6 separate regions of the Mus musculus genome follow, and regions 2, 3, 4, 5 and 6 are each linked to region 1. Evidence: chromatin contacts called from public HiChIP or PLAC-seq, Micro-C and promoter capture Hi-C data. All regions are on one chromosome and are shown on one strand. Each heading gives the region's core, a stretch centred on a gene start, on an enhancer-like site or on the middle of the called end of the contact. The rest is flanking DNA. Distances are from core to core; before and after follow the strand shown. Region 1 holds the start of Sp4 (trans-acting transcription factor 4). Region 2 holds the start of Itgb8 (integrin beta 8). Region 3 has its middle 48 kb from the start of Gm5441. Region 4 has its middle 61 kb from the start of Gm31482. Region 5 holds the start of Rapgef5 (Rap guanine nucleotide exchange factor (GEF) 5). Region 6 has its middle 79 kb from the start of Cdca7l.

Region 1 (4,819 bases), core at 796-3,295:
GCTGGTGGTGGGCGTAGAAACTAACTGATTCCCATTGGAAGTCCCACTGTCAGTAGTAGTAGTAGGCTGGCCGACTTGTCCAGTCCCTCCTCCAGCAGTCACGTTATTTATTACTGGCAAAGCTAAAGTCACTCCTCCAATGTTAATTGGTAGGGTTGTTACAACTTGAGCCTGAGTACCAGGAAGGGTCTGCAATTGCAATGGTATTGAAACGCCAGGTCTAATTTGTACTGGAACTGTCTGATTTGCCAGGTTTTGAGCAAGGATATTCCCAGAAGCTGTCCTGTTAGCAGCCGTGAGGATAGCTTGATTATTACCTGCAGAAATGAGCTGAATTTGACCCTGCAAATCCTGTAGAGATGAACTACTAGTTGGGTTGATTTGAATTTGCTGGCCTTCCACCGTCTGAAGTTGGGGGATCACTTGGTACTGTACACTACCGCTTGGGTTTTGTACTTGTATGACTTGAAATTGATTAGGGGTGGAAGGATTACCTGATTTAGTTTTTGTAGGAGAGGAACTCCCGTTATTACTGCTGGAAGAACTAGATGAACTAGAAGCTGGCTGAGAAACGTTATTTTCTTTTGAAGCAGGAGGAGTGGAGGCAACAAGTTGCCAAGCGTTTCCAGCAAGCTGCGTCGTCACCAGTTCTAGCTGCTGTGGCTGATTCTGAAGTTGCACCAATCCTTGGCTTGGATCTATAATAATCTGCTGTTGTCCAGTTGCTTGATTTTCACCAGGAGTCCCTATTTTGCTGCAAGTAGCTGCCAGTAAAGCCAGAGGAGAGGGCTGAGAGTCCTACCCAAAATGGGAGGGGAAAGGAGAGGGAGGGGAAAAAAGTGGGCGGATTTAGTGGAAGACAGCAGTCGGGAGGGGGTTATTTATTTTGAGAGCTCTAAGTATCAGAACACACTCAATAGGCAGCAGAATTAAAAAGGAAATATGAACAAAAGCAGGTGATAGAAGCTATATGAATAAAAAGGCAAGTCCTATTACATAAAGTTTAAATAAAAAGGAATTTTCTGGTAAACTTTCTTAAAGTGTTATTCTTCTAAACTCAAAATGCCCTTGGGAAAATAGACACCTTCTTCTAACAGTCTGAATTCCTGGTGTAATATAAACATCGTTATAGCCTCAACGATGGGAAATCTTCAAGAATTTACGATTTAAGTTCCTCACTCAGAAAGATGCTTTGAATGGATAAACATTTTTATTCTGTTCTTTACTTCTGGGTACTTAAAGAGCATAACTCCCTCTCTTCCCTAAAGCTTTGTGTTGAATTTTCTTTTAACGTTTGCTTTTACCTGGGAGCCTGAGGTTTTGGGTTTTTTATTGTTATTCTCTGGCTCAGAGGTTTTCCCTCCTTCTGTAGCCATCGCCGCTGCCGCCTCCTCCTCCTCCTCCTTCTTCTGATCTGCAACAACCCCCCACCACCACCAACACACACGACAACAGGTTATTAGGATTATTATTATTCGTTCTCCTCCCTTCTTCCCCCTCCCTCCTCTTGAACATTAATCTCCGTAAACCCGCGATCCGTGCACACCGGCAGGGGGTGGGGGAGAAGGAGGGTAGGGAGGAGGGGGCTCTCACGAAACGTGGTTTGAAACCCGACCCATAGGCTCCAGAGCAACACCCAGAAGGAGGTTGTTCTAGCTCAGACATTAAGACAAAACACAGCCCTCCTTCCCTCCCCCTGGTTCCCTCCCGCCCTCTCCTCCTCCCCTTCCAGCATCTCGGCGGCCCCGGGGGAGGGGGAAGCGAGCAGGGTCTGGGGAGGGAGGGACGAAGGGAGGCGGTGAAGGAGACCGAGGGGGGTGGAGAATACGTACCGCTCATCCCGCATTAACAGGACAAACCCTCTCAGAGACACTGGGATAGAGGTGGGTGGGGGTGGGGGCGAGGCGGGAGGAGAGGCCGGTCCCGCCCGCCCGCGGTGGCTCGGAGGAGGCTGTAGCTGGCACAGGCTCTGCCTCTTTTTCCGCGAATGGCCGCCGCTGGGCTGTGGCGTAGCAGCTCCTCTCTCCGCCCGAGCCCGGCTGACTCGCCCTTGATTGACAGCGGCGGCGCGCGGCGAGGGCGGCGGCGCGGGCCGGGGGGCGGAGCCAGGGCGGCGCGAGCGCGGCGACTCCCCACCCCCCTCGGCCTGCCTCCGCCGGCGCCGCCGACTCTCCACCCCTTCCCCCAGCGGATTGGCCGCCGACCTGCCGGGGCCGGGGCGCTGGGGCCGCCCTTTCTCCTCCCCTTTGCCCGGCTGGTGCTCGCTGCTGTTCGGCTTCTGCCTTCCCGGCCCGCGGAGCGTGCCCTCTCGGTGAGCTAGCTGCGGTTTGCTGCCGGCAGGCCCTCCATACAGCCAAACTTGTTGTCTCAGGATATCCCGCCCCCTACTCAGTTCCCGGCGCCCTCCACTCAAAAGCGCGCCGCAGCATCCTGCGAGGGGCCGCGGAAGGAAGACATGGAGCTAGGCTTAAGGGAGAGGAGCGGGGCGAGCGCGGGGAAGCGTGAGCTCCCTGCGATCCCGTGGTCTGAGTGGACTGCCAGCTGCCCCCTCGGCGTGAGCATGGCTTTTCCTAAGGCGCATCCGGACCCGGGCGCCCTTTTTCCCTGGCTCGGCTCTCATTGGATGAGGCCGCTGACGCACAGTGAGTCGTGGGAGGAGGCGGGCGGGCCTCTCCCGCAAAGGCTTTCGGGCCTCGTAGTTTTTGACGGCTATTCCGATTGAGGCACCGCCTTCCTCCCGCCCCCGAACGCGGCCTGGCTGCGGAGCCTAGAGCTGCCCGAGGGGGCGGTGGCAGCAGGGCGTGGCCGGGGCCGAGTGGGAGTTGAACCCCGCGCGGGGGGGAGGGAGAAATGGGTGTTGTTTGCCTGGGCCTATCGGCCGAGTGGGGCTGCCCGAACCGCCTCTGCCACCGCCCCCTCAGCTGAAAGCCGCTCCCCGCGGGGCGAGCTCACACCCGGAGCGCGCGGCGATTGAGCGGACCGAGGTGTTGGGAGGCGGGGTCTGGTGTCCTCGGGGTTTGAATGAAGCTGACTTGGGGTACATCCCCTTCGCCCTGCTTTCTTTGCTCACCTAGCTTGCCGGGGCCTCCGGTCTCAGCGCGAGGCCTGTGTTCCCACCGAGCAGGAGCTTCCATTTTATTTGTCGTATCTCTGGCTGGCTGCTGGTGCAGATTAGTGACTTGTCTTCTAGGGTGGCCACGAGTGCGCCTTAGAGTCTGCGTTCTTGGCGCGCTTCTCGCTCCTAGAGGTCTCACAAGGTTGTCCGGGCAAAGGAAAGCCTGGCTGCATGTGGGTCAGCTCTGGTCATGGTTTTAGCGTAAGCTTCTAGGCAAGTGGAATTCACAGCTAGCTGCGCAAAGCACTTTGTCAAATGCTCCTGAACCGGCCCCTAGCTTCTCTCCAAAGACATGAAATCAAGATACCAGGGACCGACCATATGAGCGACTGATGAAGTGTACCAAAGCTGGAAATAAGTCCCTAAAAAGAACCTTGGGACAGGACACCATTACACACTAGGCTTAAAGCGTTCCACATTTATTGACGTGGACCCCACATTCAGCTTTGGGTGTTTTTGTCTGGTGCCTGAGGTCTGACATATTGTAAGAGTGAGTGAGGAGTCTGGTTCTGTACTTTACTAGTGTTTCCTTGCTCAAGTATTTAGGGTGATGACAAAGCTGTAGCAGTAAAGTAAAGAAGCTGGAGTAAATTACAATGTTGCCTACTCCATTTTATGAGCTGAAGATACTATAGTAATCTCCTCCCATACACATCCCAATTCACTAGATCTTAGAAAGCTCAGAAGTGCTTGCTATATTATAGATACACAGTCTCACCTCAAGCACCGCCCCGATCCAGTTCGCCATAGTGACTGAAGACCAGGCATGAATTGGAGAGTTCCTTGTGGTTCTCTTTAGACAACTTGCCTTAGAGAAGTAATCGCAGCGTATTTAGATTTACAAAATGTCCTAAAGGTTCTGCTCCCTGTTGGTAAGTACTGGTATCCAGGAAACAGGGACAACCCTAACTTTTCTGAGGACCAAGAGCTGCAAGTTTCTAGCTGAATGTTTGCATCCCCAAGACCTAAACTCTGATACTGGGACTCTGTCCCTTGATTTTTGGAGTCAAGAGTCTTTGGTGCATTGTGGTTAGATGAGGTCACTCATGAATAAAACTTAGCAATCTTAGAACTTCTATCCTTTATTTTGCTGCCCCCCCATGTGAAGTACAATGACCACAAGACCCTCTCCAGAACCTGACAGTCCATGTCTTTATATCAGGCTCCTTCTAAAACGGTTAAAATAAACTGTTGTTGATAAGCTCTGGGTTGTGTTATAGCAGCCAGAGCTGATTAAAACACTGGCTGAGTCTTGAGACCTGGTGACAAATAAACTGCTTCTTAGGAACTCTTATCATATTATTATCCATGTAACAGAAGGCTTAGCTAGATGAGATATTGCCAAGAGGACAGCCACTCCCGTAGTACCATCCTAATTTAACCTATGTACTGTTGTACTGTGGTTGGCTTAATATTTCTTTAAATCGTTTTGCTTGATTTTATAGCAGTTATTTTAAGAATTTTATATTAGCTGAGCATGGTGGCTCATTCCTTCAATTCCAGCACTTGGGAGGCAGAAGCAAGTGGATCTTGTGAGTTTGAGGATAGCCTCGTCTATATAATGAGTTCCAGGCCGGGCCAGCCAACCAATATAGTAGGGCACTTTCCTTAAAATCTGATGAAAACCAGTTCTGCTATAGAAATGACAATCCCTAACAAAGACTCTCCTTTGACCAAACTTGAGCCATCCTCTAAATCTTATTT
Region 2 (4,819 bases), core at 764-3,263, 940 kb after region 1:
GTGAGTGAGACTTTCTTTGGAACAAAATATATTCTGTTGACATAAGTTTTGGTCAGTTTATTGGTGCGAATGTTTACTAAATCTAGGAGAACACTTTATTTACTGACATAGGGTGGAATTAAGCTCAGTGGAAAATCTGCTGTGGCAAACACATGTTCCATTCAAAAGATACTTGATAAGGAGTGTGACTCTTTCCTTTGTATTAGGTTTCATTTATTTTGAAATCTCAAAGTCTCAAAATAACTACAAAATGAAAGTTGACTCTAGTTTGTCCTGTTTGATACAACTAGGAAAATCTCACCCAAAACTAATGCTAGACAACTATATATGCAATAATTAGAAGAAATTGCCTGGGCTTCTCTATTATAAACTTTTACATATAAGTATTTACTTTAGTTAACTTCAGGAAGAAAGCCAGCACACCAATTTAAAGTAAAGGACTAAATTTCAGTTTTACAACAGAAGTGAGGCTATTAATTAAAACTCCTTTAAGGTTGAGAGACTACAGTAAGTCTCTAATAAAATTTAAGGGATTAGTAACCCGAAGGGAAAAGTAAGTAAGTAAGTAAATAAATAAATAAATAAATAAGGCAATGGTAACTCCATCTGCAAAAAAAAAAAAAAAAAACATTTGGCCTCTATGGTAAATTTAATCCTTAGATTGTTATTATTACTTATTCTGTTTCATGAGTCACCAAGAATACAATGCTAACATGTTAAAGTGCCAAGCCCCCTCTCATGCACTGTCTGACTAGAAATGACTTGGGAAAGGTAGGCATCTATATCTGTTTTACAGATGAAGACAATAAAAGTTTATAGAGAGGTGACCTCTTGGTAACAGAGACCAAACTTAGGGGACAGATCATTTAGCCACAATAATTTAACAATCCCACCCCTCCGCAGGGCAGTGGCTTAAACCATGAATGGATATTCCTCAAGGGCATTAATTCATTCAAGCTGAATGTTATGGCAGAAGAAACTTGTTCTTTCTTAGACCAATAAATGAAAGACTCTTTCCTTTTATAAACCATCTTAGCCACAGGCTCTTAGTGGATGATGCTCCACCCCTAAGGTGAAAAGTTGGGGAATACAGACTATATAGTGATATCCTCAGGAAATACTGGAACCCCCAAACTGCATTCTGTAAGTACAACAGACTCTTTCCCAAACTTCAACTCAAATAAACTTTTCCCAGCACTGTGGACTATTGCTGTCACTTAGGGGTGAAAATGCCTGATACCTGGCTTCTTTATGGAGAACTTTGTTACACACCTGCCCTCCTGAAGTCTCAGCAGGACTGACCAGGACTGACATCTTCCACTTACCTGTCAGGGATGCCCAGGCCATAAGCTCTCAATACCAGCCCAAGACTTTGGGAGAAGGGAAGAAAACAAAGTAAAATAACTTACCACTTTGGCCCAGTCCGAGAACAAGTGAAAATACCCAGGCTGCCCCAAGAACCAAGGCTGGACCTCGCTGGCAGTTGTGCAGAGAGAGCAGTGCAGCAGTCAGAAAAGCCAGGGCCGAGCCGCACATAATGCAAAGCAGCCCGCCCGGTGCCTACTGCCTAGTTGCTTTCCTGATGCGCTCTCCCGACTTGAGAGCGCACCTTGAGGCCCGTGGGCTGCGAGTCCCTAGGACCTTTTCGACAGGCCGGGTTGGCCGACCCAGTTGCTCTCAGTAGGCGATACAGGTATTCGGTCCAGGGCAGCTCTCTGCATCTCAGGGCCCTTAAGGCCCTCCCAGCTCCGCACGGCGGGGCTTGCAGTCTCAACAAAAAGCACCTCCTTGGACAGCCGATGGCCCGCGGGGGCGAAGCAAGTACGGGCTCCACAGTCCGCTCCCAGACAAAGAAAAGAGCTTTTGTTTCTCCCCAGCCGATGGGGCTCTGCTGCATAAATCAGCTTAGCGAAGAGCCAAACACAATCAAACCCAAACAAAGCCTGAGGCTGGGGGGAAAACCACCCTAATGTAATTCACAGGGTGATGCTGCTTTAGTGGGAGGGGACGGCTAGAAGGCCAAGGGGGTGGGGGAGTTGCTGGCGCATCAGTCGGTGCTAGCTTCTTCCACAGGTGGGCAGGGAGGCCAACTCCACTTAGTCGCAGCTAGCAGAGGTTCAGGCGGCAGCGTTCCGATTGGCGGGAGAGGAGACACGGGTGCCAGCAGCTTGGGGAAGCAGCTCCGCGAGCTCCCTAGAAGCTCCTGTCTGCACTCGCGGGCAACCAACAAGGCATCCCAGTTGCTTACTGGGCTAGAAGGGGATGTTCCATGCACCTCGCTGGGAGGGAGCTGCGTACCCTTGTCCTTTCTCGGACTCTGTCGGCTCAGGCGTCTGGCCACCCAGAACCCTGGCAGCTGATGCGTTCTGGGATGAGAGGGAAGAGAGGCAGGCGATGGGCAGGGATGGGGTGATCTAGTTCTGTGGTCCCCCGTGGGGGCTCCCAGCTTTCGGGTGGCTGGGCGTGCTCCGAGCTGAGAGTTGCTAGGAAACCTCCCCACGCTACAGTGCTCCTTGCTTGGGTCGCCAGCAAGCGCAGTGGCGGCCCAGGACAGCAGCAGCAGCAGAAGCAGCAAACAGCTCCAGCTCGGAGTAGCGTGGGCGGGACATTGGTGAGGCATGAAGTCACCGCGGCCCACACTCGCTCTTTGTTTTGCTCACTCCAGCTCTTTTTTCTCCCCCCTCGAATCTAATAGTTGCCATTCCCATCGTTCTCAAGAATTCCTGGTGCGTAGTGGCGCAACAGGAATCGCATGCTGAGTTCTCTTTTCTCTCACCCCCTCGCCCCCCAATTCTGAGTTCCAACGCTTCCATAACGGTATAGGTGGAAAACTTCTCGCAGCTCGAGTGGCAGCATGAACCCCAACATTTCATCCTCTTGCCGCGTGCTCCTTTGTTCAGGAATCCTTACTGGCCCGCAGCTGCTGAATACAAAGTAGATTTCGGGGGCCTCTCCCCTCCCCCAACACTGCTCTCAGAGTATTCACTGCCCGCTTTCCTTGCAGCCTTAAGACCTTGCCCTGTGTCTGATCCCAAATCTGTCTGAGGTCTTCCCAGACTTTGGAGATTTAGACAAGATGTATTCTACTGTCAGATATATTTCGTTGTTCCTTTTGTAGACCCTCAGCCCTGAAAGGGGCAGCCTAGCTTTTTCCCAGGGTCTGTTTGTGGTTCTTTGGCCTTTTGTTGGTTACAATGGATCTTTTGACCTTAAACGCCACCTTCTCAGTAAAAGGAAACAAGAAGTTGCAGATGGCAGCAGAAGAGTGAATGAATACAAGCTTGCAATTCAGTTTTGCAGTTTTGGGTGAGGCTAAAGCGTTGCTAAACTGGACAGCCAAGGAAGTAGTAGCATTGCCTCTCCAGGTCTTGTCAGCGCCCTCGACACCTTAAGGAGAAGGAAGAAACACAGTTCTCTAGGTTTGGGAAAGAGCTCCTTTTCTAATTTGATACTGGAGACCTTGGCTCCTAGTTTCCCCTAGAGCCCAATAATTTTCATTGTATTGAAGTTCAGTTCGACTTTTTTTTACTAGTGGCTTACACAACACCACTTTTTTCAGGCATCAGACCCAGTCCAGCCAGGTCAAGGTGAACTATAGGGGATTTTTTTCTCCTTAATTGTTTCCGGCTTCTTATTTGGAGTAAAGAAAACAAGTAGGAGGTCCCACCAACCCTCCTCTTTAAAAAACTTCTTTCTGTTTTCTAATTGTTGACAGTGAATGGAAAGTACCTGGTTAATAAACCACAACATCAAAAACTCCCCTTTCTTCAGGTGTGGACTGTACATTGGACTAACAGTAAAGCCAGGAACCTAGTTAGTAAAGTGCCCTAGATCTGTTAAGGAGGATCATTTGTGAAGCTAAGGGGGCAATCCATACTTCAACGACTGATGTCAGTCAACACAACTCCAAGCCACTGTACTTCATTTTCAAATTTTCATTCTTTGGTTTTTCAAATTTCTTCCTGGATATCTTCATTGAGATGTAGCTACTGTAAAGTAGCTGAGATAGGTTGGAACAAAAACATAGCATAGTGAAGATATGGTTAGAGCCACTTCAGCTGGGAAGTGTGTTTATTTTCTTGAAATTATGTGACAAACCTAGGCAATGCAGCAACCCTTGAGGCATTGCAAAGCTCTGACAAAGATAACAAGTTAATCTCAATAGCATCCAGTCTGCCTTGTGAAATTACTGATACATTAATGTTTCAGTCAACCTGCTTTTACATCAGAAATGACAGTTACAATACTAAATGAGACAGAAGCTTATACAATAAGAATGGATGAAATTTTGTGAAACTGCTAAAGTATATAATTTTATATTGTTAGGTGTTCATATACTTTACATCTGAACTCAAACCTACTGTGTGAAAAGATAAAACAATGAAATAAATTTGTTTCGGAAAGGTTGAAAGTCATTCAAAAGACAGCCATTTCTGGCCACGAAATACATGCCAGAGTTTGGGGGTAGACTGCAGTTGGTAAATGTCACACAAGCATGAGGTCTTGAATTTGGATCCCCACAACCTACATAAAAAGCTTGGCATGGGACCCCCTTCCCCGAGCTCCAGAGGACCAGACGGATTTCCAAAGCTCATTGACCAGACAGCTGAATCCATTAGTTCCAGGTTGAATGAAAGAGCTTGTCTTAAAAAACCAAAAAAACAAAAGCAAAAGATGGATTGAAATTGAGAAAAGCATCCAATAAGAGAAATCGAGAAAAGTGTTCAGAGTCAACCTCTACCCACTGTCCACAGGCATGCACTCACATATGCATATATATGCCATGATACATGTTTATTGGCACACTGACAAGTTGCCT
Region 3 (4,819 bases), core at 1,573-4,072, 920 kb before region 1:
AGGTCTCTTTTGTGGCTCTTGTTCAGCACCAGACCCACATCCCACCTACTGCATGTGGCCAGAGTCTGAGCTTCTGTAGGCCTGAAGGCAAAGCCCATCAGCTTATTGGCAGTATCCAGAGCTGAGCCTCTGTCAGTCTTACTGTGGCCTTGGTTGGTAAGGTCATGTATCTGTTAGCTTTAATGACAGGAAAAATTAGAGAGGCTTTTTTTCAAGATAGAAAATGGGCTGCCAGAGAGATTAATTCGTCAGATGAACACAGATTCTGACTCTTCTGGTAAGTATCATTCTAAAGACTAAAATTCCTTTTGTGCTTAAAATTCAGCTGAGAGCAACAGCTCTCAAAGCTGTTCTCCAGCTACTCTCTGAACCAGCTCCCGACAGGAGGCCGGAGACTAGCCTCAGCTTTACAATTTGCATTTGAATAAAGTACCTAGACTTCCCCAAAAGAAGTTCTGCTTTCCTACTTTCTCACTGTCTTTCAAGATTTTGTCTTTCAAGCAGGTAAATCAACATTCCCGAGGCGGACCAGTGGATGTGCATCCCTGCCCCCCTAGAGCACACAGGTGGCAGCTGTTACCCCCAGTCTCAGGACATTTCCAGCATGTGGCTTTCAGTCTGAGTTAAAAATTAGGTTTACCAAGAGGGCTAGAAAAGTAGATATTTCTATATTAATAAAGATTGGTTTTTATTTTGATAGACAGGCTTAGCCCCTTAGCTGACCTCTGGCTTTTCACCCTTGCTGTTACTGCAAGGTGTCCTTAGCTCAATAGGCTGTGGAAAAAACAGGGATGAGGAAAAACGACTTCCAGCTCCTATTTTAGCCACAAATCGTGGTGTTACTAACGACATAATTCTTGCTTAGGCTTTGCTAATTCTGAGGTTGATAATTCTCCTTTAGGAGCTGCACAGCACTCAAAACTGTGCATACTGGTTTGTGATTGTACAAATTCAGTATGGGCACCGCTTGGTGCAGAGATACTTACTGCAAGGGAAGGTCCGGCTTGACCATTTCTGAGTTTCCTGTGAGATAAACCCGGTTTGAAAGAGGTTGGTACCAAATTTTGGTTAAAAATAAAAAATATTTTCCGGCTCTACCTCGCCTCCCCAAAAGGTACCGAGAGCCACATGTGTGGGTTTTACCCACGGGAGGAATCGGGTCCATGTCCACCCAAGCCAAGGTTAAAAGCCCACTCATCTACGGATGAGAAAATCATTTGATCACCTCAGTTAAGCGTTGCCTTATTTAACTTAATTAATAGGGGGGAGAGAGATTGGAGACGTACTATTGAAAGGGCAAGCCCTTCACTGCCTCCCACCCAAATAAAAGAGCCGGTCGAACGCCTTCTCCCTGTTTCCCACCTATCTTCCAAAAATGCGGAGGAATATCAACTTAGTGCTATTTTCACATCGTTCAGTCAAACTTAGCCAGAGTTCCAACGCCCTACTTAAAATTCAACTAGAAAGTTACCTACCAAGTACTAATTAGCATTATAAAGTCAGAGTCTGCAGCTCCAGGCCTTTCAGTTAGTTGTTTACTAGAAAGGACAGTCTTAAGCCAGATACAGTTTACCATAAGAAAGGTTAAAGAATCCCAGTGAAGCAAGTTTTTTCTTTAGCCCTAGATTCCAGGCAGAACTATTTGAGCATAGATAATTTTTCCCCCTCAGGCCAGCCTTTTCTTTTTTTTTTTATTATTTTGTTAATAATAGGGAGGAGATGTAGTCTCCCCTCCCCCAGCCTGAAACCTGCTTGCTCGGGGTGGAGCTTCCTGCTCATTCGTTCTGCCACGCCCACTGCTGGAACCTGAGGAGCCACACACGTGCACCTTTCTACTGGACCAGAGATTATTCGGCGGGAATCGGGTCCCCTCCCCCTTCCTTCATAACTAGTGTCGCAACAATAAAATTTGAGCCTTGATCAGAGTAACTGTCTTGGCTACATTCTTTTCTCTCGCCACCTAGCCCCTCTTCTCTTCCAGGTTTCCAAAATGCCTTTCCAGGCTAGAACCCAGGTTGTGGTCTGCTGGCCGAACACAACAGTCAATAAAGGACAATATTGTTCCTTTCATCCACATTTCAAAAAAATCTAGAATTAAAGAGCTTAATACAAGATACATTAATAAACCTTTTTGAAAGAGGTTCTTGACTGTACTGTTGGTAAACACATGAAAGCTAAGTCACGGCAGAAGGTACATTTATAGATATGTGTGTGAGAGCCAGAAGTTGGGGGATGAAACCTCTGAAATCACCGACAAAAATAAATCCTCTCCATTTTTAAGATGTTCTGTCATAGTGACCAACAGCCTAACAACATACTAGGCAAGCAAGTGACCTATACACCTTCCCAACTCAGAAAGAGGGGTCTTACCGTCATTGCCAGCACAGCATCCTGCCACTAGATGGCGGCACAGGACAGGTTTTGATATCAGCTCCCCTTGCATTGGATAACAGTTTTTCATGTCTTTCTCCGTTCTCATGTGCTTTCCATGGCTTTACAGAATCTACACAAAATTAGCAGTGGATGGTCAACTAGATGAAACAACATGCCAAACCTCACATTAAGTAATGCTCAAGAAAAATGGTGGGGTAATAACCACTCTAGAAATTGGATTTTTTTTTTTAATTGTCCTTTTCAGTTCCAATTCCATACAAGAAATACCTTACCAATGACAGAGAAACCTCTCTAGGACCCTTTTCCATGGCACTAGAAAACTGGAACAAGAACCCAAAATTTGTGAATTTTATGACTTATCTGCTAGCTTAGCTGAATCTACGTAGATGTGTTTTCTGGCTTTGGTTCCACCCTTTCACAGATTGCAACACTATTTTGAGGAAGGAGGAGGCCAACTGAAAATAGCTCTCTAATTTTTGACAAAGCTGTAAATAAATCTATGTTGTGTTGTTATTTATAGTGTTTTACAGAGGTCAAAAGACAATGGATCCCCCTGGGACTGGACTTACAGATGGTTATGAACCACCCACCATAAGGTTGCTGGGTGCTGAACTTAAACTCTCTGCAGGAGCAGCAAGTGCTCTTAACCACTGAACCATTTCTCCTATGGAGTTGGTTGGTTGGTTGGTTGGTTTTTGAGACACAGTTTCACATAGCCCCAGGCTAGTGTTAAATTTACTGTTTAGCCAAGGCTAGCCATGAACCCCTGATCTTTAGGTCCCAGATCCTGAAAGTAACAGGTATACACCACCACATCTAGCATAATATATGGCTTTATTTTTTAAAAAAAAATAGAATTTCAGACATGTGTGGTAGTGCACACCTTTAATCCCAGTACTCGGAAGGCAGTCACAGGTGGATCTCCATGAATTCTAGGTCAGCCTAGACTACATAGCAAGTTACAGGACAGCCAGGGCTACATAGAGAGGTCTTATTTCAAACAACAATAGCAACATTTAAAAATTAAAAGTACAGAATAAGGTCTTGTGTATACCAGGCTAGACTCCATAACCAAGGACAGCCTTGAACTTCTGATCCTCCAACCTTTACCTCCCCAGCGCAGAGGTTACAAGTGTGGTGGTCTCACCCAGTTATACAGTGATGGGATGCCTTTGTATTAACTGAGCTATGTCCTTATGTTATTTTCAACTGATGTGGGAAAGTGGCTGGACCAGAGCCGGGAGCTCTGGGAAGAGAGGCAGATAAGGAACATTGTGGGGGATTCAGAAGCCCCTTCTTCTAGGGCTAGCCCTCCAAAATCCTCTGTGGACAAGGATCAACAGTGTGCCTTATGACAAGGGGACATTCTCAGGGCAAGGCTCTAGCATAACCCAGGACAGCAAAGGTGTTGAGTTTTGAGCTGAGATAAAACCTGGGCAACTGGCTCCAAGCTGGGGAGTGGCTACATGCTTGCCAGGGCTCTGAAAATGCTTCTTAACTTTTTCTGAGGAAGAGAAAAAGAAGCATCAGGACTTAAAGGAAAACATTCCATCACCAGCTCCCTTAGTTTAATCTGGTTAGACCGGGACATCTGCTAGCACATTCGTGTTGCATGTCATTTTAAAACATGCCTCTGCCTTTGCCCAGACCACAGACCGCGCTACCGACTTAGCTCCAAGAATGGCCAGCTTCCGCCTTTGCCGGGAGCTGCGATCGCACTCTCAGCCTATCCAGGCTTAGTTTTGCCAAGCTGCCATCAACTGCCCTGGTTTTTCTCTTTCTCTGCCCACCTTTGCTCTGCAGATGGAAATCACTAGACAGCTTTATTATTTTAAAACTTGCCAGATAGCACATTTGTTGGGCATAGCACCTTCTGCCCTAACCTTAACAGCTAGTCTCTATCAGCCATCTGCTGGTGAAGGAGGCCAGAGCGTCTGCCCTTAATTTCATAAGGTCGTGACCTCATGGACACAACACTATATACCGGTAACAACTCAGGGCTACAAGGCTTCCCAGGAGATACCTACATTCTGGTCTTCAGTTCTTTGCCTAGGCTATCATGGTACTTCCTAATGTTCTGTATGTGGATATAGCTAGGAGCTGAGTTAGAGACAGCCACCGCTGACGGGCATGACAGGAGTCCTGAAGGGAGTCATGGACCCTTCAGTTCCAGGCAAACAAAAGGAATCCCATGCTTGTAGTTTGAAGGTGTTTGGGGGAGTTCCACAGTGTGTGACCTAGCCCACTATGCTGTGAATCACAAGGCAGTTAGTTCAAAGTGGTTTTTAGCCTGGATATGGAGGTGGAACTATACTTACAACTTTGGGGCAGAAGATGGAGTGAGGCACTGGAAGGCCACTGCACCCTGTTCAACTCTCTACACAGAGAAAACTGCAAAGAGGAGATGGCCTGATTTGGGGGAGAC
Region 4 (4,819 bases), core at 603-3,102, 900 kb before region 1:
GGAAAGAGAGGCCCATTGGACTTGCAAACTTTATATGCCCCAGTACAGGAGAATACCAGGGCCAAAAAGGGGGAGTGGGTGGGCAGGGGAGTGGGGGTGGGTGGATATGGGGGACTTTTGGTATAGCATTGGAAATGTAAATGAGTTAAATACCTAATAAAAAATGGAAAAAAAAAAAAAAAAAGAGAAGAAACAAAGGCAAGGGTAGATACCTCGAGAATGGGGTCACAAGCAGTTTACATCAGACCTGACCTACAGGAACTTACTCTTTTTTTGTTTTGCTTTGCTTTGCTTTGCTTTGCTTTGCTTTGCTTTGCTTTGCTTTGCTTTGCTTTGCTTTGCTTTGCTTTGCTTTGCTTTGTTTTGTTTTTGGAGACAGGGTTTCTCTGTATTATAGCCCTGGCTATCCTGGAACTCACTTTATAGACCAGGCTGGCCTCAACTCAGAAATCCGCTTGCCTCTGCCTCCCGAGTGCTGGGATTAAAGACGTGTACCACCACGCCCGGCTTCAGGAACTTACTCTTAATTACAAGTAGAAAACTTATTTAGCAAGGACTTAACTCAGGGCAAACCGACTTAGCTAAGATTTAGCATCAACAAACAGAAACTTCTTTTTAACTAACACAACCCTTAACCTGCAAAGTATATTTTCTGTTTTAATCTCCCATCAACCTGTGAGGCATTCGTTCCTGTTCTATTCTTATATAACAATGTTTAAACCCTGCCCCCCTGTCACAGGAGAGGTGGGTCCCTCTGGTCCAAGAATGCTATACTGAGTATATGTAAGTAGCTAAGAAAACGCCTTATCTGCTTTTTCTGTGTTAAAAATAAAATCCCCAATGTCACCTTGGACGATTACAGGGGAGTGCAGCACTTGGTTTCTGTGGAATCTGCAGGGAACTGCTGGGAGGGTGAGAGCCACAGTCTTCTCCTTGTCAGGTTTGAGGCAGTTGTGAACAGCAGATGTCGCTATTGCCTGCTGCAATTGTTCATGCTCAACAAAAACATCCTGGGCAAAAGGAAGGCAGACATGCAACGGAGAAGCCTCATTCAAGCTGGCAACGGTTCACCTCATTCTCTAAACCCATTCTCTAAACTTTCATCTACTTGCAATTTTTCCACTGCAAAATGTGAAGCTGTCTTGGCTTGTTGCTGGTCTTGAGTCTCTTCACAATCTTCCTCATTCTGCTGTGTGCTGACCCAGAAGACAGCTGATAAGGATCCAATGAGTCAGAAATTAGGGGCAGAGCCTGTGGAGATGAAGTCTGTATTTCCCTGTGTCTAGGATGCTTCAGTCAACGTCAGTCTTCTCTTGGGGGCACTATTGGAGCCGCATCTATATGGATGTGGCTCCCCTGAAGTCATGGCCAGGCCTTCAAAGAAGGACTAGTCTTCTCCTTTTATTGGAACTAAGTTCCAAATTCCCCACTGGGTCTGCATTTCAAGGCTGAATTTCTCTTTTTAAAAGAAGGATCTCCTGTGACAGTAGAAAGAAAAAAAGGGGAGGTGTAGTTATTCAAATGCCCCCTGTTCCCACTGTCCTGCACTTAGCCTCTGGGTTGGCAAGAGTGCTTGTCCTTGTGAGGCCTGACAGATGGGAGGGAGTCACACCCTAAAGGCCATGGCTCAGATAATAAAGTCCCCTCGCTTTTTTTTCCTCCCCCATCAGACAATCGTGGACAAGCAAGGGGAAATCTGAGAACTTTCTCAACTAGGGGAAGGATGGGTGGGACCAGAAGAGGAAATGGCACTGGTTTGGATGAGGAACAGAACCTCAAAAGTCAATATACAGGGCAGCACCTGGAGGGAAGAGGAGGAAGGGCCAGGCAGAAGGGAAGCCAGGGTCAAGGACAGCAGTCTGGCCACCTGTTTCAGATGTGGGTGGAGGCACTCGCAGCTACAGCAGTTTCTGTGGCGGCTTGGTAGCAGATCATCTGTTCTCATAAACTGATTAGGCACATGCCATTGCCAGGGGAGGTGGCCCAGGTCAGCCCTGACGTAAGTTACTCACATAGATAAAGTTATTCATAGGATTTTCTCAGTTTTACACTTGTTCTACCTATATATTTCTCCCTTTGAAAAATATTATGTTGTGAATGCACAGCAAAATGTGCTCTGGTTTGTGTGCCTTTCTAAGTGTTTAAAAAAAAATACCATGTGACTGAGGAGCCCTCATATCAAACTGGACCTGCCATCAACACAACCTTGGGAAGCTCTGCGTGTAAGTTCAGATTTAGGTCCCTCAGAGCAGGATCACGCCCTCATGTTTGAGTTCAGTGGCCAAGAAACAAGTAATAGTCAATTAGTAGATAGTGATTATCCGTGAGACTTCCATCCTCACCTGTGTAGAAAGACAGTCTACATAGGTAAGACAGATGTCATCTACCTCTGTACGAAGCAGCCTTTAAGATGGAGGGAAGAGCCTTCCAGAATCTGCCTGGGAAAGCTAAGCAGGTGTAAGGATAGGATGCTCTCTGTTGCTGAGGATCTCGTGTGAGCCTGCAAACAGACACCCATAGAGGAAGTACAAATAGCCATTGACTAGAGAGAAATGTTGGTGCCCACTGAGAGAGGGAGAGTGCCCACTTGCCTTGACCGGATGCACTCTGAATGAGAGTGGACAGAGGAGTCATGATGGTTAATGCAAGGCAGAACCCTAGGAGAACAGGGTCAAATGAAAACTGGCTAGGTCTTGAGCAAGGGTGTGTGTTGAATTGAAAATAACTGACTGGATACCTGAGAGACTGGGAGAGGGGGACTGTGAACACCCTAGGGGTCCAGCACCAGAGGTAGCAGGCAACTCCCTGGGACAGGTCTGAGAGGGTTCTTCTGAGAGTAAGCATCCCAGAGGGGAAGCTTAAGCTTTGAGAGATGATAATGAGAACCAAAGAACCTTCTGTCCTATACCAGAGAGTAGAAGCAGGTGACAGGCTCAGGTCACCATGCTAAGTGAACTCAAAAGGGGCAGAAACAAGGCAAGGTCCTTGGGGCCTGGTTTGGGACACATCTCTTCAACCACTCCATCTCCCTGTCCCTTCCATTTTGCTGAAAGGCTAGGCATGGTTGCTACCACTGCCCAGGTACAGGGACACCCCACAGTGGCAACAGTGTGCCAGCCCCTTTCCAGTTAGATTTCCTAAGCAGACATTAGAAATTAGAATATCCCGTAGAGGTGTTTTATTTAGGGTTTCTATTGCTGTGATAAGCACCATGACCAAAGCAACTTGGGGTGGAATGGGTTTATTTGGTTTACACTTCCACATCGTAGTCCATCATTGAAGGGAGTCAGGGCAGGAACTCACACAAGGCACAGGAGCTGATACAGAGGCCATGGTGCTGCTTATTAGCTCCTTCCTCCCCCACAATTTGCTCAACTTGCTTTCTTATAGAACCCAGGACCCAGCCCAGGGTGATACTGTTAAGAATTCCTCTAGGCTTTGCCCAACAGTTGCCTAGCAACAGCTGCCTGCCAGGTATGCACCAGGAGCAAGGAGCCTGGCATATAAGAAGACCACTCATTACCAAGCTCTATCTCTCTGTCTTTCCATCTTTCTATGTGCCCATGTCTCTCTATGTCTCTCTGTGTGTATGTCTCTCTCTCCATCTACTCCTCCCTCCTCTTCCTATATGTCTCCGACTAGCCTCTTCCCCTCTTTCTATACTCCCCTCTCCTCTCTCTTTCTGTCCTTCTCTGTCCCCCTTTCCCTGCCTCTACCCATTTCCAGGTCCTTGATCTGCTCCCTAACTCCCTTCCCCCAATAAACTTCCTTTTGCACTAGGCCTGTCGCATGGCTGATTCCTCAAGGAGAACACTTTGGCCGGGGCCATACGACCCACGTTATAATTCATAACAGTAACAAAATTACAATTATGAAGTAGCAATGGAAGTAATTTTATGGTTGGGGATCAGCACAACATGAAGAGCTGTATTAAAAGGGTCACAGCATTAAGATTTGATACCACGACTGCCTTATAGTCTTGCCTTCGGTCAGATCTTATGGGGGCATCTTCTCAATAGGAGTGCCTTTTTAATCTGTATCCAAACCAGACTGCCCAGAGGATGACCTAAGCTTCATCCCCTTGTACTTTAGTTGGCTTCGGGTACACTCTCAAGACTTAGACAAACCACGGAGGTTATCGTGTTGTACTTCAGTAGGTACAGCAGGCTCTTGAGTGATACACATGCTGAGTTATTACTCTACTGCTCTGCTTCGTCCTGGTCCTGGAACCGTGGCTCTCAGAGTGAGCTGGGAAACCTCAAAAGTGTAACTCTCAGATCCCTTTTGAATCAGAACTCTGGGGATGGGGCAAAGCAACCTTCTTAACTAGGGTGGTTGGTGGATGAGTCACTTCCGCTCTAAGACTAAGAACGTGCGGGAGAGGACAACTGTCAAGAGGTGTAGTGGTGGTGTTAATTCTTTTAGAATATGCTGAGGACGGGAACTCACTCAGAGCCTATCAAATTCCTCTTATGAGTAGTTCCTACCCCTCTCCCTTTTATGCTTCAATGGTTGGGGAGAAAGTAAAGGTGTTTTGTGTCCCCTTATCCTCACATAGAACGAAAATACACAGACACAGGGACAGACAACTCTGGTGACTGCAGCATGTGAGATGATTTTTCTCCAAATGCCTGGTTGAGCAGGGTTCACTGTGATCCTTCTCCTCCATGGTGGGTACTGAATTGATTAGCAGTTCTCCTTGGGAAAACAAGAGCCCTGAGTCTATCAGGAGGACCCTTTGGTCACCGAGGATTCCTACATGTAGTCTTATTCCAGTAATCTTTCTTGACCCCAGTGAGAGTGAAAGAACGATGCCACT
Region 5 (4,819 bases), core at 585-3,084, 770 kb before region 1:
CCGATTCTATAGACTCTATGGTGTAAGTTTCAAACTCCTAAATCTTATATTGAAAACTGTGAATCTGTGAATCTGTGAATCTAGGATTACAGTGCAAGCCTGTAATCCTAGCACTTGGAAGACAAAGAAGGGGTGCCAAAAGTTCAACGTGATCCTCGGCTACATACGGTGCTCAGGTCGGCCTGGGCTACAGGAGACTCAAAAAAAAAAAAAAAAACAAAAACAAAAACAAAAACAAAAACAAACAAAAAGCCAAAGGAAAAAAAGCTGCTTGAACATGTGTGAAGACCGAGAATGTCAACTAGGAGACAGAACATATGCGATCTCTTCTGTAGCGGAGTGAAGTCATAGATAATTCAAATGTTACTTCTCAGGGATGATATGACTGGCAGAAGGCCCCACAGATCAGAATGTTAACTAGGAGTGTCCTGGGAACTCCTTGGAACCAAGTACCAACCCCTTAGCTGGCACATTTTAACCTAAAAATCAAGAGACTGATGTTAGAGATACAGATGTAGAGTTTCATTCTTGGATAAATCTGCATCACAGACATTTGGAAACCATAACAGACTATAGAGCTCATTACTGACTCCTTCTCAATAAATGTACATAGGTTAAGGGGACAAAATGTAAGTCTTCTGCAGTAAGCGGACAACACAAATTCTATTTCCCCCGACTTCTTCATTATGACATCACCCTTCTCTAACAGGACATAGCCTCCAGGTCCAAAGGCTCCCTCTGGCCCTATGTGAGCCACCTAAGAGTTTGAAATCACAATTTCAAATCTCCTTGAAGGGCTCTAAGCTTTAAGACATTGTGTAAATTTCTTGGCCTGGCTTAGGTTGCTCTTCCCAGGAGGTTTTAGTATTTACATTCACTTGATAATTAGCAAGAGTTTAGGGACTACCTGATTTCCTCTTAGTATTTATCTACATCAGGCTGAATTTCCCTTTTCTTAAGGGCAAGATCTCCACTCTCCCTACTCGGCCACATTTCCCGTGTGCACTTGGCCAAACATCTGCTGTGTGAGATAGTAACCTTGTCAAGGATCCTTACTTGTCATTTTAAAGGTTTTTCAGATCTTTGGCGGTCATAGGTAAAGAGTGGGTCTCAGCGTCCTAGTGCTGAGGGGTTAAAGGCCTTGTTGAAGATTCACAACCCCTTGGAGTTGAAGGCCTTCCTGGAATGGTTTCCACTGAGCACTCCACAATTCCTACCTCCTGGAATTGTATAAGCAGTGATTCATGCTGCGCTAAGCCTTTACAGTTTACCAAGCACATTCACCAGACACAGAAGGCTTCCAGGGAGGTCAGGTTCCAACATGTCAACAGAGATTCATCTTCGGGCCACCAGACTTGCACCTATTTTACTAAGCACCCATCAAACCCAACTAGTTTTCTCCGCTCCCCCTTTTATGAGGAGCGCGCCTACCGACCACTGAGTGGGCAATGTTGTCCCAAGAAACCAATTCTGAACATTTTCTAGGATACCGACTGTGCTGTGGGGCTAGGCTAAGCGCCGGAGGGAGGAAGACCTCTGAGCCTTCTGGGTCGCAGTCCAGGCCACTCCTGGCTGGAGCAAAGGGACTTTTTAGACTCGGGGGAATGGGTCCGGGAGGAGGTTTTTGGGAATGGCGCACCTATGCAGGCTCAGAGCACTCGCCGCTCCAGGGCCCCTTCCGCGGGCGGTGGGAGTGTCTCAGCCGTCCGGAGGTGAGCGGCGGGGCGGGGCGGGGAGCACCTGGGCGGGGCCGGGGCGGTGCGCGGGGCCGAGGCTCCCAGCCGGGCGCGCGCCAATGGGCAGCGGCTGGCAGCGCGTCCCGCGCCTGAGCCGCAGTCGCGCCCTCTCGCTGCCTGGCGAAGGCGCGGAGGCGAGCGCGGAGGAGAGCAGCCGCGGGCGCCGCCGCAACCGTCAGGGCATCAGGATGGCGGTGGGCTCTGTCAAGATGCAGCCGCCTTGCGAGAGTCCGGCCCTGGCCTCGGCGGCCCCGGCCGATGGCCCTCTGCGCCGCAGCCCGAGCGCCCGGGAGCCGGAGCGCGAGCCGCCCGCCGCGTCTCTGCGGCCGCGCCTCAGGGACCTGCCTGCGCTGCTGCGGAGCGGGCTCACGCTGCGGAGGAAGCGGAGCGCCGCCGGCGCCCGGGTGAGTGGCCCGGGCGCGCACGTGGAGCCCTCGACTGCCCCGCGGGCCCGCCACGCCGTGGCTGGAAGTTGGGGAGGTGGCGGGACTCCGCTGGAGCGGGGCCTGGGACGTCGGGGTTAGGGGGCGCCCCTCGGGCTGCGACGGCCACCCTTCCCCCTAGATGCACCTGAGCGCACCCGGGCGCCGGGGCATCGCAGGAAGAAGGGCTGTTTGCTGCTTTCTGTGGGGAAGCTGCAGGTGTCCGGTGACTGAGTCAACCAGCCCCGTCTCACAGAAAGTCTTAGGCCTCCCGCAGGTCCTGTTTGCAGGTGGCCTGCGACGTGCGTGCTTGTTTTGGAAGACTCAGCAGTGTCTGGGCGTCGGGACTGCCCTGGCAGCCGCCACTGCTGAGGGGGAGACTTAGGAGTTGGAAGAGCTTGGGTGAGCTGCTAGCGCTGGGAGCACTCAGTACTCCGGGACGCCCCCTAGAGCGGGAGAGGGTCGGACCCCCGGGAATCTCAAATATCGACTTTCTGATGGTGTGTTCAGATATGACTTCCTGGTGAAGGAGCATTCCTTGTGTTGTAAGTGCATCTCACGACCTGAGCAGGCCAGACATGTTTTTTATGTTAAAAGGAGGGCCTGCTTGTCATCCTGGTGATCCTCAAGCCACTCAAGAAAGCCCCAGTAAGCTCTCACTGACTTCCTTCCTACTCAGCAGAGCTTGGGAATACCTTGGTACATCCTACTCATACTTTTTTTAAAAATTATTTTTTGATTATTATGTAGTATTTACTGAAAAATCGTAACAATGGTGTGATTTTTTTTTTTTTTGACTAGAAGTCTTAGTTATATGTCATGAAAGGAGACAGTAGTTGGAGACTCACAGCTCCTGTGATGTTATTGGCTTGCGGAAACCTAAGGGCTGAGGAAGCATTTGTTCTGTCGTGGCTTCCTATAGATGGGCAAGGATCTGAATTGCTACAGTTCTTGTTCTCCAGGCTGTGTTTTCCCTTTCCTAGGTATTTTCTTCTTCGGTGCTACCTTAAAGGATTGTTCTTAGGATTCTCTCATGCAATTAGATAATTTTTAAGTCAGCCACCAGGAAAGTTTTAGAATTGCCCACACAGTAATCATGGTTTTTTAATTCACGTTACATTCCGCTCACTGCCCCCCCACTTCCGGTCACCTCCTCCTACAACACTTCGCCCCTCTCCTTCTCTGAGTGGGTGGGCTCCCCTGGTTTTTTTCCCTACCCTGGCACATCAAGACTGCAGAGCTAGGCACGTCCTCTCCCACTGAGGCCAGACAAGGCAGTCCAGCTAGAAGAATATAGCCCACAGACTGGAAACACTTTTTGGGATAACCCCCTCTCCAGTTGTTTGGGACCCATGTGAAGACCAAGTTGCACATCTGTTCCATATGTGTAGGGAGGCCTAGGTCCAGCCTGTGTGTGTTCTCTGGCTGATGGTTCAGTCTCTTGAGAGCCTCAAGGATCCAGGCTAGTTGACTCTCTTGGTCTTCCTGTGGAGTTCCTAACCCCTTCGGGACCTCAGTCCTTTCCCCTACTCTTCCATAAGAATCCCTAACTCCATCCACTCCACACAGTAATCTTGATGTGTGGTGTATAGGATTGCTTACAAAGAAAGGCAGGAAGTGTGTCCTCAAGATAGGGTGGCTAAATAAACACAAGACCCAGAATTATAGACTTTGCAAGAATCTAGGAGAAAGTAGGTCAAATTGTGTTCCTATTATCCTTGACAGTTACTTTTCCACGGCACAGAATGCTGAAGACATGGGCAGCCGGGAAGTCTGTGACAGGAATTGTCCACAGATCCATCTGCAGCATTCATCTACACAGGGACTCTAGTTTCTTGCTGCCTGGGATGATGATGTTTGCCCTGTCAATATGCAGACTGGCCCTAACTTTCAAACTACTCTGTATATGGGCTCTTCAAACAAGCTACTTTACTAATTCTTCTTCAGTCACACTACATTGTATTAGTTCTTTAAGAGCTTAAATGCATGTCTCTCTTAAAAGATTGAGTGTCAAGTTTTTCACTGTTGGGAAACTCCCACTTTTATCAGTTTCTCCCTCCTTCTGCTTCAGGGGAGACTATTTTAGTTTGCTTTCTGTTGCTGTGATAAAACACCATAAACAAAAGCATGGGAAGAAAGGTTTATTTCATCTTATAGCTTACAGTTTATCAACTGTAAAAAAGTGAAACTTGGGGGAGGAACTCAAGACAGGAACCTGGAGTCAGGAACTGAAGCGGAGGCCATGGAGGAGTGTTGCTTACTGGATTGCTCACCATGGCTTCCTCAGCCTGCCCAGGGGTGTCACTATTGAGAGTAGGCAGCATCCACCCACATCAATCAGCAAATCAAGAAAATGCCCTACAGACTTGCCTACAGGCCATCTGATTGAGGTCTTTTCTCAGTTGAGAGTCCCAGATAACTATAGCTTGGTTGTCCTGTTGAAAAACACTAACTAGAGCAACTACTGTTGCGATTTTTGTAACCCTCATTGTCAAAGGGGTAGGAAGGAGTTTGAAAGAAGGGAAACAAAGTAAAATCATGTGCTCTGTGTCATGCAGCTTGAGACACTGTAACACAATACCCTAAACTTGATGGCCTGAAGAGATGTTTATTTTCTCACAGTTATGAAATCTGGCAAACCCAAGCTCTGTTCAGGCTAGT
Region 6 (4,819 bases), core at 1,720-4,219, 540 kb before region 1:
GTTTGCTGTTTGGGTAAGAGAAATTCAAGCTGCTGTTAGTAACAGGGTGCCTCACTTCAGGATCCTTAGCAAGCCCAAATCTGTAAGACCCTCACTTCTTCCAAGTAACTTTTGAAAGGAAGTAGACAGACTGCTTATGATGGTTCCCAATGATCTCAGAGAATGGGACCCAATACTGTGCTCGCTGCCCTGAAGTCTGTTCTACAGCTAGATCACTGGGTTTGCTCAACTTCCACCGGACTCTTCTTTATCGCCACTGGCCATCCTGAGTTCAATCCTCACTTAAAAGTCGTCTCAGTAACTCTCCCTCTGGTTCCTCTTCTCAACTCCATTCCCTACAGTAATGTCCACACTACCTTCATACACCCAACATCGCCCTTTCCAAAAACAGGAATCGCATCTCGTTTCTCTCCAGACCCGCCTCTTCAGTGACACTTTGTAGATGGCAAAACTGAGCCTCAGCTGCAGAGCCTTTCTATCCCCTGAGCACCTCTCCCAAGTCAAACAGATAGACACCCCAGCAGACCAAAAATCTTGGTGCCCTCTAAAACATATTCTACATGTAAAAGTAATGTGATTCTTGCTATTTAAAATGCCAATTGTCTTAGGGTTTCTATTGCTCTGACAAAATACCATGACCAAAAGCAGCTTGGGGAAGAAGGGATTTATGTTCAGTAGCATCCCTGGTTGTCAGGGCAAGAACTCAAGGCATGAACCTGGAGATAAGAACTGATACACAGTCCATGGAGAGACGCCTCTTACTGCTTGTTTCTTATTGTTTACTCCTGTTCTCTTATAGTACCCAGGCCCACCAGTGGTACCACCCACAGTAATGTGTGCACCACCACCCCACCCTCCTGCATCAAACATCAATGAAGAAAATGCACCATGGGCTTGCCCACAGGTCAGTTTGGTGGAGGCATTTTCTCAATTGGGATTCCTTCTTCCAGAATGACTCTAAATTATGCCAAACTGACATAAAACTAGCCAGTATGCCTATGGGGAAAAACAAACAAAAAAACAAAAAAACAGGCACCAAATGTTTGTTGAATAAGTAAAGATATTTGAATATACATACTAGTCAAAGGTACTAAACTGTAGTGTGTGTGTGTCTGTGTGTCTGTGTGTGTGAAGGATCATGAGTCATGAGATCAACTAGTTTTGAACACAGTACAAGCCATAGAAGAGATCTGCACTGGGAGTCATTAAGAGCCCTTGTTGTTTATGGTTTTAAGCTGGTGTAGACCTAGGCTTGCCTCTGTAGGTTGGTTTGGGGGGGGGGGTTGTTTTTGTGGCTTGACTGCTGTAAGAAATAACTGATTGTACTCCTTTGTGTTCAGTTGGCCTGTGCCTGGCCTCTGAAGGAGCAGGAAGGGAAAAGGGAGGAGGCTGGAAAGGAAGGCCTTGCCCCTTCCTGCCCTGTGCCCAGTGCTGATTCAGCGCTCTTGTGAGGGGCGTAGTCTGCAATAAAATACACATAAAAGCCCTAGGAACCAGCACACCAACACACCAGGGCCTGCTCCCTTAACACAGGGAGGGCATGGTATAGCAGAGAGAGGAGCAGTCCACAAAACAAGACTAAGTCTAACAGTATAAACTTTCCTCGGGGAGACTGGGACCCAAAGAAAATGAGTATCCCCAGTGCTGAGTTCTTATTAGAGGCAGTTGCTTGTAAAGATGCCATGCCATCATTAAAGCATGTTTACAGGGAATAGAAGGTCCTGCTTAGCAGAGCAGCAGGGAGAACAGAGGTGAGGAAATGCAGATAGAAAAAGATATAGGACATAAATTCACACAATGAGCACACAGCAGGACATGCTCAGTGTCCTTGCAAGGGGTGTGGTTCTCGGGCAAGTCCTACCACCATTGAATGTACACTGTTGGGGCCAAGTCCAGGACCCTATCCCTGGGTGTGCATGTGAATGTGTGTGTGTGTGTGTGTGTGTGTGTGTGTGTGTGTGTGTGTGTGTGTGTGTATTCTCAGGGCTAACCTTTTGGTGTTGAATAACTCGTTGGTGTGCTTTCTCTTGGAGAATATGTTTCTCCTGCTCTCAGCATTCCTTAGTTGTCTGCAGACCTTGTATAGGGCTGAGCCCCTTGGGTCTCCTCATTCACCACATTACATACATGTTATTGTTTGTGTTCAGCTCATGTTCAGGTGATCAAGATGGTGAGACTCTGTGGTCTAGCTTCTGACATTCCTAGGAAACACAATCTCGCAGAAAACTCCCTGATCCTCTGTCCCTTATAATCTTTCTGTTCCCTCTTCTGCAATGATTCCTGAGCCTTAGGTGTGAGAGTTGTTTTATAGATATAGATATCCATTGAGACTGGGCTCCACACTCTGTATTTTGATTGGTTGTGGTTTTCTGTAACGGTCTTCATCTGTTGCAAAGAGAAGTTTCCTTGATGAGAGGTGAGAACTATATTCCTCTGCGTCGATAAGGAAAAACAGTTACAATGTATTTAGAGAATATTTAGTAAAGTGGTGATTGTAGGTTCAAGACCCATGTTGTCACTAGCCCTGGGAAGTTGGCTGGGTTTCCATCAGTAGGCATGGCTTTCCTCTTGTTGATCAGGTCCTTTTTTTGCTTCTTGAATGTTAGAAGTTTTGATGTTGATGATGATGTTTTGGGTTGGTTGGTTGGTTTGTTTTCAAGACATAATTTCTCTGTGTATTCCTGGAAGTCCTGATACTCACTATGTAGACCAGGGTAGCTCAAACTTTAGATCCTTTCAGCTCTGCCTTCCAAGCACTGAGATTACGGGCATGTGCAATGTAGCCTAAGCTCAAACTCATTTTTAACCTGAAGATAAGGTTAAGTCCTTGGTCCCCCTTCCACCACCTTCAAAGTCTGGGGTTGAAGATCCAGTTTGAGAAAGTTCTTGTCCACAATGTATTTATTTACTGAGGCACCGGATACTCAATTGCTGATAACATGCTCTTTGCCCCAATAATAACTAAGACATTTGCGACATCTGGTGGACGTATACTGGTCCTGCGCATAATTTACGTGAGAAATTGTGTTCACAGAGGGCCTGGTTAAATCAAATGACACAAGGGGGCGCTGTTCTATCTACAAAGCCTGTGTCAGCTCTGCAGCTGTACTGGGATGTGGCCCTGGAGGTTACTCTGCCTTTCTTTTTCTTTTTTTTCGTTCCTTTTTCTTTTCTCTTCTTTCTTGCCTTTTCTTTCTCTTTCTTTCTTTCTTTTTTTTTTCAGTGCAACACACTTTTTCTTTCTTAAACACAGGTGTCTAAGTGTAAGAGGCCTAACTGGAAAGGGTCTCCTTGGAGCTGTCAGCAAGGAGGATGGGTCACCTCAGGCTTCAGCATTCTCCTAGCCCACCACTCACCCTCTGGGGGAATGAAGATGCCTGCCTGGCTCCCTAGAGCTGCATCTGCCCTGCAGCCTGCCAAAACCTCACTTCTGGTTGCTTCCTGACCCTAGCTACACCCTATGGAGACACATATGGTCATCCTGGCTGGGCAGCATTGACTTACAGGCTAAACTCAGGGCTCCACCCATGAGCTACACAATGTCCTATCTCTGTGGAGCACTGAATGTCACAGGGGTGGACTTCCCCTGTCTGCATTCTGCGCCTCTTCATTGAAATGACTCTTCTTTATTGCCATCCAGTCCCTGGATGCTCATCGTGGACCCTTGGCATCTCTCCCCCTCAGGAGAGACCCTCCTTACAACCAAGCAGCTCATCCCCAGCCAAGTGAGGACATCTGAAATAGGCAGCCTCCTCCGGACATCAACCTGTCTCCATGCACCCAATTAAAAAAAAAATGATAGGAGCTCGTGTGATTATTGGAAGAGCCATGGTAACTGTCACAGATTTGGGTAAAAGACACGGTTTTCTATGAGTGATGACCATATATGGGAGCATAATGATGACCTGCCTAACTGGGGTCAAAAGCTGGTGGACCTGTTAGGGTGCCATGGGAGCCCTCTCAGACTCTTCCCAGCATCCTGGTGTCTCTCTATCCCTGGAACTAGGGCCCATCCCAGCACACTCCTGAACACAAATTATAATGGTGAATGGAGTAGGGTTTCCACAGCTACACCTGAAGCTAGGGCACCATTAGCCCATCCTTCCTTAAGGCTTGGGAACAGAGTTCTCAGAAGAGATCAGATGAGGCTCAGCTGTGCAGTCTCATGGGCTAGGATGCGAAGAATTCATCCCCTGCTCTGCCCTGCCAGAGCAGCAAGGACCAGAAGCACAAAAATTACATTGGGGAAGGCTTTCTTACCTTCCTCCTCCCCTTGACTTGACAGCAGGTCTAGAAGAGAGAAACCCTCAACTTCCATCATTCAGGCTGCTGTGCAAGACCAAAGTTTGCTCTTCCAGATTGGTTGTTCTGTGATGTGGGTGGAGTTTGTGACCACTCTCATCTCTTCTTTCTTCTCTCTTCTCCTCTCCCCTCCCCTCCCCTCCCTTCCTCTCCCCTTCCCTCCATTCTCCTCTCCTCCCCTACCTCCCTCTCCTCCCCATCTCTTCTTTCAGAGACAGGGTTTCTCTGTGTAGCCTTAACTGTCCTGGAACTCACTTTATAGACTAAGCTGGCCTTAAACTCCAAGATCTACATGTCTCTGCCTCCCTAGTCCTGGAATTAAAGCCATGGGCTACCATGCCCAGCTGTGGCCACACTTTTCAACAAGGCCACTGTCCAAATGCTACCCAGCCTCCAGGGCTAGAAAAAACTCCATTTTCTATTGTGCACAAAGACCACTAAGGACCCAAGACAGAGCACAAATAGGGTCTTGAAGTCAAGAGATAGATGGGGATGAGCAGGCAATTGAGAGCAGCAG

The links. Promoter capture Hi-C pulls out the DNA fragments that hold promoters and counts their contacts. A called contact is a pair of places that touch in the nucleus more often than the background predicts. HiChIP or PLAC-seq counts read pairs in DNA pulled down with a chosen protein or histone mark.
Region 2: a promoter capture Hi-C map of hippocampal neurons shows a contact between it and region 1, with 3 times the contacts expected there. The contact joins the promoter of Itgb8 here to the promoter of Sp4 in region 1. A contact is called at or near these places in 1 of 39 promoter capture datasets (hippocampal neurons), 1 of 484 Hi-C or Micro-C datasets (embryonic stem cells) and 1 of 115 datasets of contacts at active chromatin or transcription factors (astrocytes).
Region 3: a contact with region 1 is called in a Micro-C map of embryonic stem cells, with 5 times the contacts expected there. The contact joins the enhancer-like site here to the promoter of Sp4 in region 1. A contact is called at or near these places in 3 of 39 promoter capture datasets (the C10 cell line, hippocampal neurons and stem cell-derived epiblast-like cells), 4 of 484 Hi-C or Micro-C datasets (cortical neurons and embryonic stem cells), 1 of 115 datasets of contacts at active chromatin or transcription factors (embryonic stem cells) and 1 of 9 other capture datasets (adipose tissue).
Region 4: a contact with region 1 is called in a promoter capture Hi-C map of hippocampal neurons, with 3 times the contacts expected there. The contact joins the enhancer-like site here to the promoter of Sp4 in region 1. A contact is called at or near these places in 2 of 39 promoter capture datasets (the C10 cell line and hippocampal neurons), 3 of 484 Hi-C or Micro-C datasets (cortical neurons and embryonic stem cells) and 2 of 115 datasets of contacts at active chromatin or transcription factors (astrocytes and large pre-B cells).
Region 5: a Micro-C map of embryonic stem cells shows a contact between it and region 1, with 4 times the contacts expected there. The contact joins the promoter of Rapgef5 here to the promoter of Sp4 in region 1. A contact is called at or near these places in 2 of 39 promoter capture datasets (hippocampal neurons and pre-B cells), 3 of 484 Hi-C or Micro-C datasets (all in embryonic stem cells) and 1 of 9 other capture datasets (adipose tissue).
Region 6: an H3K4me3 HiChIP or PLAC-seq map of bone marrow-derived macrophages shows a contact between it and region 1, with 5 times the contacts expected there. The contact joins the enhancer-like site here to the promoter of Sp4 in region 1. A contact is called at or near these places in 2 of 39 promoter capture datasets (hippocampal neurons and stem cell-derived epiblast-like cells), 2 of 115 datasets of contacts at active chromatin or transcription factors (bone marrow-derived macrophages and pancreatic cancer cells) and 1 of 9 other capture datasets (liver).

What each region holds. Positions count from the first base shown.
Region 1 is chr12:118,299,395-118,304,213 of GRCm38.p6, forward strand. It overlaps Sp4 (trans-acting transcription factor 4), which reads right to left and starts at 2,046. Exons shown (of 6, transcript NM_009239.4): 1 at 1,833-2,046; 2 at 1,305-1,414; 3 at 1-798. The coding sequence starts at 1,839.
Region 2 is chr12:119,236,263-119,241,081 of GRCm38.p6, forward strand. It overlaps Itgb8 (integrin beta 8), which reads right to left and starts at 2,014. Exons shown (of 14, transcript NM_177290.3): 1 at 1,410-2,014. The coding sequence starts at 1,536.
Region 3 is chr12:117,383,094-117,387,912 of GRCm38.p6, forward strand. No RefSeq gene overlaps it. Among named protein-coding and RNA genes, the nearest start is that of Gm5441, 48 kb to the left of the region's middle. Within about 2 kb of position 2,823, at least 16 of the 459 cell types and tissues checked have an H3K27ac peak or open chromatin away from gene starts, as enhancers often do. A contact at or near this core is called in adipose tissue and embryonic stem cells, where this site is marked.
Region 4 is chr12:117,402,744-117,407,562 of GRCm38.p6, forward strand. No RefSeq gene overlaps it. Among named protein-coding and RNA genes, the nearest start is that of Gm31482, 61 kb to the right of the region's middle. Within about 2 kb of position 1,853, at least 18 of the 459 cell types and tissues checked have an H3K27ac peak or open chromatin away from gene starts, as enhancers often do.
Region 5 is chr12:117,532,094-117,536,912 of GRCm38.p6, forward strand. Rapgef5 (Rap guanine nucleotide exchange factor (GEF) 5) reads left to right here and starts at 1,835. Exons shown (of 26, transcript NM_001373989.1): 1 at 1,835-2,140. The coding sequence starts at 1,925.
Region 6 is chr12:117,762,017-117,766,835 of GRCm38.p6, forward strand. No RefSeq gene overlaps it. Among named protein-coding and RNA genes, the nearest start is that of Cdca7l, 79 kb to the right of the region's middle. Within about 2 kb of position 2,970, at least 20 of the 459 cell types and tissues checked have an H3K27ac peak or open chromatin away from gene starts, as enhancers often do. A contact at or near this core is called in bone marrow-derived macrophages, where this site is marked.